Regions from separate parts of the Sus scrofa genome. Here region 1 is linked to region 2. Evidence: chromatin contacts called from public promoter capture Hi-C data. All regions are on one chromosome and are shown on one strand. The core of a region is the stretch at or near the end of the contact, and the rest is flanking DNA. Distances in the headings are between cores, read along the strand shown.

Region 1 (4,320 bases), core at 1,780-4,279, 200 kb before region 2:
CTCATGGATACTAGTCAGGTGCCCACCACAGGAACTCCTACGGAGACCTTTCAAAGACGGACTAAGGGATTCGCCTGGTTTGCCCCTGTGATAATCCTATTTCTAAAGCTCACTTCCATTGTAAATAACTTTTCTGCGTTCATGGGGGGGAAATTCACACGTCTTATCTCCAGCTCAGAGGAAAGAGCTGATAGGCAACACTGTAAGGAGAGTTCTGCACAATTAAGTCCAAGAACTAAGAAAATCTTCATACAGGAAGTTTGGAAACATGTGACCTGTGCTCCTACTTTGAGATTTTTGGGGGGCCGGGGGGCACACCTGTGGCACACGGAGGTTCCTGGGCCAGGATTTGAATCTGAGCCACAGCCATGGCAACGCTGAGTCATTAAGCCACTGCACCTGGCCGGGGACCAAACAGGGCGCCTCAGCAACCTGGGTCCGATCTTTAACCCGCTGGGCCAGAGCAGGAACGCCCCTATGTTGAGGTTTTTAAATGGTTAACTAGAGCACTTTGATATTCGTCCTTGCTCTCCGTGTTGTCCTAAACCCAGGCGGATGCTCTGTGCAAACTATTTACGGCCACGTGTGTCACAAGCAAAGGTCTCGGCTGGCGTTCTCTGGTGGCTCAGCAGGTTAAGGGTCTGACATTGTCACGCTTGTGTCTCTGGTTACTGCTGTGAGGCAGGTCTCATCCCTGGCCCAGGAACTTCTGTATGCCATGGGGCACAGCCCAAAAGAAGAGAAAAAGGAAGAGGTCTAGGCATTTCAGCGCCAAGTGAAGTTTAGGCAGATACCCTGTTTGTTGATGGTCCGTATAGATAATCTAGGTATTATTTTTTGTCTTTTGTGGGGTTTTTTTGCTCTCCCTCTCTCTCTCTCTTTTTTTTTTTAGGGCTGAATCCATGGCATATGGAAGTTCCCAGGCTATGGGTTGAATCGGAGCCGTTGCTGCTGGCCTACACCACAGCCACAGTCACACCAGATCTGAGCCGCATCTGCAACCTACACCACAGCCCACGGCAACGCCGGATCGTTAACCCACTGAGCGAGGCCAGGGATCGAACCCGCAACCTCATGGTTCCTAGTTGGATTCGTTTCCGCTGCGCCACGACAGAAGGGAGGCTTGGATCAGAGTGAGCTTCTATCTCACAAGGGCATCAAAAGAAAATAGAACATTGAGTCTACTCGTTGACGTGCCCAGAGAACCAAACCCAGAATAACAACCTATTAGGGCAAAACCACAGAAGTCTTTCCCGTTTGGTGTCACCTGATCTTTGATAAGCTTTCCGTCAGGTCACCACAGCACGTTAGAAGCGCCCCCAGCCCCCTGTTCAGGGCAGAATGACTTTCCCCTGTAAGGTGAGGCTCTCCCCTTGGATGGATTGCATGTGGGGTACTCTTTGCCCTAATTTCTTTCTTTCTTTCTTCCTTTCTTTCTTCCTTCCTTCCTTCCTTTCTTTCGTTTTTTCTTTCTTTCTTTTCTTTCTTTCTTTCTTTTCTTTCTTTCTTTGCCACCCTGTGGTAGATGGAGTTCTTGGGCCAGAGATCGGATCTGAGCTGCAGTTGCGGCAATGCCCAATCTTTAACCCACTGTGCTGGGCCAGGGATTGAACCTGCGTCCCAGGGTTCCCAAGAGGCTGCCAATTCCATTGCACCACAGTGGGAACAACTGCTCCAACTTCTTTTCTTTTTTCTTTCTTTCTTTTTTTTTTTTTTTTTCTGTCTTTTTAGGGCTTTACTGGCAGCATGTGGGAAGTTCCCAGGCTAGGGGTTCAGTCGTAGCTGCACCCACCGGCTACGCCAGAGCCACGGCAACGCGGGATCCGAGCGGCGTCTGCAACCTACACCACAGCTCACGGCAACGCCGGATCTTAACCCACTGAGCGAGGCCAGGGATTGAAACTTCGTCCTCATGGTTCCTAGTCAGATTCATTTCCGCTGCACCATGACGGGAACTCCCTACCCCAATTTCTAATGCCAGTGTGCCCTGGGATTCCAAGGGGACCTTCCCTTGGTGCAGATGGAGAACTAGGCTGGTCGTTGAGACCTCTCCTCAGCTCCGGGCATTTGGGACCTCCAGAGAAGCTGGCAGGAGTGAAGATGACAACAGAGGGAAGCAGAGGGTCCACTTTTCTGAGCCTCCTCCCTGGAGAAGTGGAATTTCCAAGCTCCTAAGTTCCAGGCATGTGCCTGCAGAGCATGGTGGGCCCGCAGTTCTGAGGCCGAGGCAGGCCAATTTACCAACATCCCTTGGAGTTCCCGTCGTGGCTCAGTGGTTACGAATCCGACTAGGAACCATGAGGTTGCGGGTGCAATCCCTGGCCTTGCTCAGGGGGTTAAAGATCCAGCGTTGCCGTGAGCTGTGGTGTAGGTCGCAGACTCGGCTCAGGTCCCGAGTTGCTGGGGCTCTGGTGTAGGCCGGTGGCTACAGCTCCGATTAGACCCTTAGCCTGGGAACCTCCATGTGCTGTGGGAGTGGCCCTAGACAAGGCAAAAAGACAAAAACAAAACCAAACCAACATCCCTTAATCCATCTTTCATACCTGCGCGGTCAGACTCAGGACGGGGAAACCAGTCGAGGAGAAACGGCTGGAATGCCTCTGCAGAGTGTGTGCCGACACGGCGGGTACCTGTCTCCTGTTGTCTGTGTTTTTCAGGTGGAGGCTCCGTGGTGAAGGCCCGGGTGCTGACTTGCGTGGAAGGAATGAATCTACCTCTGTTAGAACAAGCCATCCGGGAGCAGAGGCAGTACCTGCAAGAGAGGGACGGAGGCCAGTAGGGAAAAAAAAAAGCGGGGGGCAGCTCCTGGCAAGACTGCGATCCAGCTGTGCTGCGGAGAAGATGCAGAAGCTTCCCTGGAGAGATGACCTTTTCTGGGGCCGGAGAGAAGAGAGGCGGGGTTGCTAATCGGAACTGTCCCAGAGCCTGGGGTGTGAGACTCTGAAGCCTGACCACCCCTCCCCACCGCAGAAGGCCGGGCTCTGGGGTGCCGGGGGCTGGGCTTCCTGTGCTGTCCTGGAGGCTTCCAGAAGGTCCTTGTGAATAAAGCCTGGTGGTGGCCCAGCCGTGTGTGCACATGGTGCAGCGCCAGCAGGGGCCAGGAGGGGGAGCCTCGGAGCCGGCTGCCTGCCCGCAGTGAGGCTGCAGGAGCGCAGGGTTTCTGGTGAATTCTGGGCTGGGCGCCTGAGGGGAGGGCCCTGGGGGGTGCCAGGGCCCAGGTGGGGGTCCCAGGACGCCGGGGGGCCGCTCTTGCCAAGGTTCTACCCTCCCAGGAGGCTGAGTGTCCTCCAAACAGGCCGGGCCCAGCCGCTCACCCTGGCCGTGCGGCCTAGGGCCGGACTGTGGCTTCAGAAGCTCTTCCTGACCCCTGACCTCTGCCCCAAGCTGACCCCGGCCCACCTGGGCGGCCCCTCTGGGCAACCTTCTGCCTCCGCAGGCTCAGGCCTGGCCGGGCAGGGCCCGGGGCCGGGGCTGGGGCCGAGAGGTTTGGGCCCGCTCGCGCTCCGTAGCCGGCTCGGGGCGGCTGCCTCCTGGGGCCTGGGGGTTCCTGTCCTGCCGGGGCTGGACCAGGGGCGGCCTCGCTCCAAGCCAGGACCCCAGGGATGGGCTGGGGTCGGGGTGGGCGCCGGGCTGAGGCCAGGGCGGCCTGGCAGGCAGAGCAGGGTGAGCCCTGGGGGCCACAGGCCGCAGCATGGGGGGCCCTGGGCCGGGGGGCCGTGGAGGCTGGAGAGGCAGTGGGGTGCTGGGCGTGGGGGCGAAGGCCCCAGGCGCCGTCTGTTTCCAGGGCGGCTCTGCGGCCATGGACGTGTTCCAGAAGGTGGAGAAGATTGGCGAGGGCACCTATGGGGTGGTGTACAAGGCCAAGAACAAGGAGACGGGGCAGCTTGTGGCCCTCAAGAAGATCAGGCTGGATCTGTGAGTGCTGGGACGGCCGCCGAGACCCCCTCGTCCGGGGGTGACCCTCAGCCCCAGGAGCTCCCCCTGCCTGTCCCTCACTTCAGGGTTTTATGTTCAACTCCCGGTTACAAGGGGGGCGGCTACGGAGGTACAGCCCTTCCACGTTGGACCCCTGGGGGTGACGAGCAAGTGGCCAGGAGCACAGCGCCCTGTGGCCGGGGTTGCGCTATCCTTAGGGAATTGGGAACACAGGTGACACCCCCTCCGGGACAGAGGCACCCTTCTCTGCTCTGGCCCCCACTGCGGTGCCCTCCTCTCCTCCAGGGAGACCGAAGGGGTCCCGAGCACCGCCATCAGAGAGATCTCCCTGCTCAAAGAGCTTAAGCACCCCAACATCGTCAGGTGCGGCGGGGAAGGAGTGGG
Region 2 (4,346 bases), core at 660-3,159:
CTCCCAGTGAAATACCCGTGCTTACTCCCATCTGTGAGGAGTGGTGCACACCCTTCTGAGGAGGCAACCTTTACTGAAACCCCTAAGCTCAGCAAAACACACTCCATATTCTGATCGATAAAAGCGCAGTGATTTCAGAAAAGAAAAATCCACAGATTCTTGTGTCTATGGAAAAGCAAGACGCATGCTTTCCTGAGCACTGGTTTCATACAGTCATAATTCAACCGGCGTTTTATTAAAACACTAAGGACCCATGGCTTTATCTTGGCCTGTCCTAAAGCATATTCATCTCTGCAAGGATTCATTCTCTGGCACAAAAGCAGCGAGCAACACAGCTCCGGCCCACACCCTGCAGGGGGCAGGTTCATTGTCTGGTCCCTGCTTTCACCTGGCACAAACCGGACACACCGCTGAGAAACCAGCTCCTCTCATTAGCATGTCTTTATTCTACCGCTGCAGTTCTGATCTCTCTCCAAGATCATGAAAATCCTCCTTGGGTCCTAAGCCAAAGAGAAGATGGGAGCCATGAGTCCCCAGGAGTCTTGAGAAAAGCAATGAAAAATGAAGAGCAGAGAGTTAGGTCATGTGCCAGCAGTTCGGAATTGGCTAGTTCTTTTCTTCTCTTTTTTGTTTTTAGTTATTCTTCAATGTTTTTAACTTTTAAATTGAAGTATAATTGATTTACAATATCGTGTTAGTTTCAGGTGTACAGCAGTGGTTCGATTTTATATAGATATAATATAGATATACATATAGTTTAATAATATATGTATATATATTTTTTCCAGAATCTTTTCCCTTAAAGGTTATTACAAAATCCTGAGTCAAGTTCCCTGTACGACACAGTAAGTCCTTGATGTGATCCTCTTGTGCTGTCAAAATCCTCCCCCAGCTCCAATATTTATGCTACAAACCAGAGGCTGAGACATTTATCCCTTTAATGATTCTAAAAACAAAGAGAATCCTTCTCTACATTTTAAATAGCTGTGCCCTGTCCCAGAGCCATCCTCATTCCAAAAAGCAGGCTTGTCACTCCTCCAGCCAAGTAACAACCCGAGTGACTCTGCTACGTAGAGCCCCCAATATTTCTGTTCGACACCCTTGTTCTTCCGACAGCCTCTCGAAAAGCATCAGCACCACGGAAAAGGCATTTTCGGCCTCCACCCTCCAGCAGGCAGTGGCAGCTTTCCCTGGAGAAACCTCATTCAAACCTGCGCCTGTCCCTCCCTCACCGGAGGCCTGGATGTGCTGACCTGTGCCAGCACCCAGCACAGGTGCCTGCTTCGGACGCCGAGCCCGCCTCCCCCAACCCGCAGCCCCCCGAGGGGAACGGGGACCCGGGCGGGAAGGAGCGGACTCCGTGCTGCGGACGGCGGGGACCTGGCCTGCAACGAGGCACCCCGCCCCTCGGGAGCCGCAGTCTCCCCAGCGCACGTCTCTGTCACAGGACGCATTGCGTCCGGGCCGCCCGCGTCCCCCGGCGGAGGGGCTGCCCACCCTCGCGACCGCCCCGGGCCCTAAAGCACCGCTCCAGGCCTCCTGCTAGACATCCCACCCTCCAAGATCGCACTGCAGCGCCGTCGGCCCCTGGGCCCGCCGGCCCCCCGGCGTCCCGGTGCGGGAGCCTCGCGACCTCCTCCCAGCCCCGGGCCGCGCTCACCGGACTTGGGCGGGTAGCGGTACACGGAATTGGACGGGATGTCCACCTCCTCGACGCCCGCGTGCTGCCGGCTGGTCAGGGCCCCCATGGCCGCTGCGCCCGCGCCGCCCGCGCCTCACCGCGGCCGCTTGCCCCGCGCCGGCTGCGGGGGTCGGCTGCCCGCCGCGGCCCGCTCGGCCTCGGCGCTGCGGCTCTGGCGGCGGGGAGCCCCCGGCGCGCCGCGCACCATCCTCCGCCGGGCCCCGCGGCGGCGCCTGTGCCGAGGGGGGCTGCGGGCTGGGCCGGGGGCGCCGCCGCCGCCTCAGGCCGCGTGATGTCAGCGGCGGCTCGCGCGCGGGGACCGCGGCGGCCACGGCCAATGGCGGGGCGGGGCGGGAGGGTCCGCGCGGCGCCAGCCAATGGGCGGCGGGACGCGGCGGAGCGGCGGCCGGGCGCGCGGCGAGGGCTGGAGGGGCCGAGGACGCGGCGCCCCCGGAGCCCGCTGGCGCGGTTCCGGCGGCCTCGCGGGAGCCGCCTCCTCGAGGGGCGTTCGCGCACCCTGGTCCCCAGCATCCGAAAGGCGCACGCGGCTTCCCCGCCTGGCGGAGGCTCTCTCCAGCCCCGTCCCTCGACATGTGCCAAAGCCGATGGTCACAAACCCGCAGAGGGGCGCCCTCCGCCTCCCAGGCGGGCAGTGGGGGTGGGTTCCCGCCCCGAGCGCCTCAGCCCCTCAGGGGCTCCCAGGGGTCGGGTAGACTGGTCAGTGCCGGTGACCCTCCAGGAAAACGTCGCCATCCCTCTCACCTAGTTCCTTTCAAGGCGCCGAGCTCTATGCTTGTTCTGTTTACGGGTCCCTTGGGCAGCTCCTGTAACCCTGAAGTTGGGAGACCATCGGCCCAAGAGGAGAAGGAGACAAGGCCCCTCGGACCGCACCTTTGGGAAACTTTGGGAAGAAGGGCGTTAATGCAGGGGAACTGGAGTGGGGCCAGAGCACACCAACCGTGGAACACCTGGGCAGGCAGAAGACCTCATTCTAAACCTAATTGCAGACATTTGTGTTTTAAACCCTTTATGCTATTTCTGTTTTGGCGGGCTTTTTCCTGAGAGAGTAAACTGATCTGCGAAAACTTCAATTTCAAGAACGTGGTTTCAGCAACCTTTCAGCAAGGGGTTCCAAGTACAGTTTGGGGAGTCAAGGTCCCTTGATTAAGCTTTTAAAGCCATCCATAGAGCATCTTTCCTGATGATTCTCTGTGTTTTTCTTGTTTTTAACAGCCGCACCTGTGGCATATTTGAGTTCCCGGCCTAGGGGTCAAATAGGAGCTGCAGCTGAGGTCTATGCCAAGGCCAAGGCAACTCTAGATCCTTAACCCACTGAGCGAGGCCAGGGGTCAAACCTGCATCCTCACATCGGCAACAATGGGTCCTTAACCCCCTGAGCCACAAAGGAAACTCCCTTTCATATTTTTCATTGCCCTCTTTTCAGCTTCATACCTAGTAGCAAAGATACCAACTCCCATGGAGTTCCCATTGTGGTTCAGTAGTAAAAACTAGTATCCACAGGATACAGGTTCAATCCCTGGCCTCGCTCAGTGGGTTAAGGATCTGGTGTTGCCCCAAGCTGCAGCACAGGTCGCAGATGTGGCTCGGATCTGGTGTGGCTGTAGCTGTGGCTATGATTTAACCCCTAGCTTGGGAACTTCCATATACCCTGGGTGTGGCCCTAAACACACACACACACACACACACACACACACACACACACACACACACACACACACAGAAACCAGCTCCAGTTGCCATGGTTTTTCTCCAAGTTCCCCAGGGTGGCAGGAACACATGTCTGTCATTTTTATCAACTGACAGGCTGACTCAGGCCTAAGCCACAGGGTAAGTTCCTGGCCCAGACAGACCTATGTGCAGCCTCTCTCAAACCCCAGGGCTCCCTGGCGGAGCTCAGAGCCCTCCCTCTAGCCCTTGACCCTAACCACTAGAAGGCTCTTGGACATACCTTTGGAAGGGAACTGATGCCCTGCTTTCACCATACCCAGACCCTACAGTGTAATTACTTGGTAAAGATAAAATACAAGCCATGAAGAATCTAGAGCCGCCTCAGAGTAAAAGGCCTTATAATCTTAGACTCTGTTCAGAAGTCTAAGACTCTTCTAAGAAGTCAGAATCTTCGCCTCTGTTTGTCCTTCCTGCCCTCAGCATTGGGTAAAGGGGACACCATCCCCTGAAAGGGTTTACCCGTGTCTGCAGGTTTCTTTGTCCCAGCCAGAGCCCGGCAGCAGATTAATTGCAAGGATCTGTTCTGATCCCCCGTGAACCAGCTCTGAGCTTGGGAAGCAGGTTCCTTCCCCATCCTGGATAACACTCAAGCCTGTAATTTGGTCCCTCCTCCCACAAACGGTTCATGAATCCAGTGACGGGAATAGTAAGATACGAAGCATAGTGCAGTAACACGAGCGGGCATTCATTAAACACCCTCCATGTGCCAGGCCCTAGTTTAAACATTTTTATGCATTTTTTGGACGCTTTTACACACATTAAAGCACTCATCCCTCACAGGGACCCGATGAAATACATGTTATTATCATCCCCATTTTACAGTTGAGGAAACTGAGGCAAAGAAAGAGCACTGGACTTTGAGTGGGACAAAGGAAGGCTGGAACCAGCTATGTAACTTGAGCCTGAGCCCTTAGTA

The links. Promoter capture Hi-C pulls out the DNA fragments that hold promoters and counts their contacts.
Region 1: a promoter capture Hi-C map of fetal liver shows a contact between it and region 2, with 2.6 times the contacts expected there. The contact joins the promoter of CDK3 here to the promoter of RNF157 in region 2. A contact is called at or near these places in 1 of 5 promoter capture datasets (fetal liver) and 1 of 47 Hi-C or Micro-C datasets (liver).

What each region holds. Positions count from the first base shown.
Region 1 is chr12:5,429,683-5,434,002 of Sscrofa11.1, reverse strand. CDK3 (cyclin-dependent kinase 3) reads left to right here and starts at 3,029. Exons shown (of 8, transcript XM_003131201.3): 1 at 3,029-3,163; 2 at 3,761-3,915; 3 at 4,222-4,299. The coding sequence starts at 3,800. It overlaps TEN1 (CST complex subunit TEN1), which reads left to right. Exons shown (of 4, transcript XM_003131187.4): 4 at 2,658-3,061. The coding sequence ends at 2,779.
Region 2 is chr12:5,223,541-5,227,886 of Sscrofa11.1, reverse strand. It overlaps RNF157 (RING finger protein 157), which reads right to left and starts at 1,909. Exons shown (of 19, transcript XM_003357958.4): 1 at 1,661-1,909. The coding sequence starts at 1,748.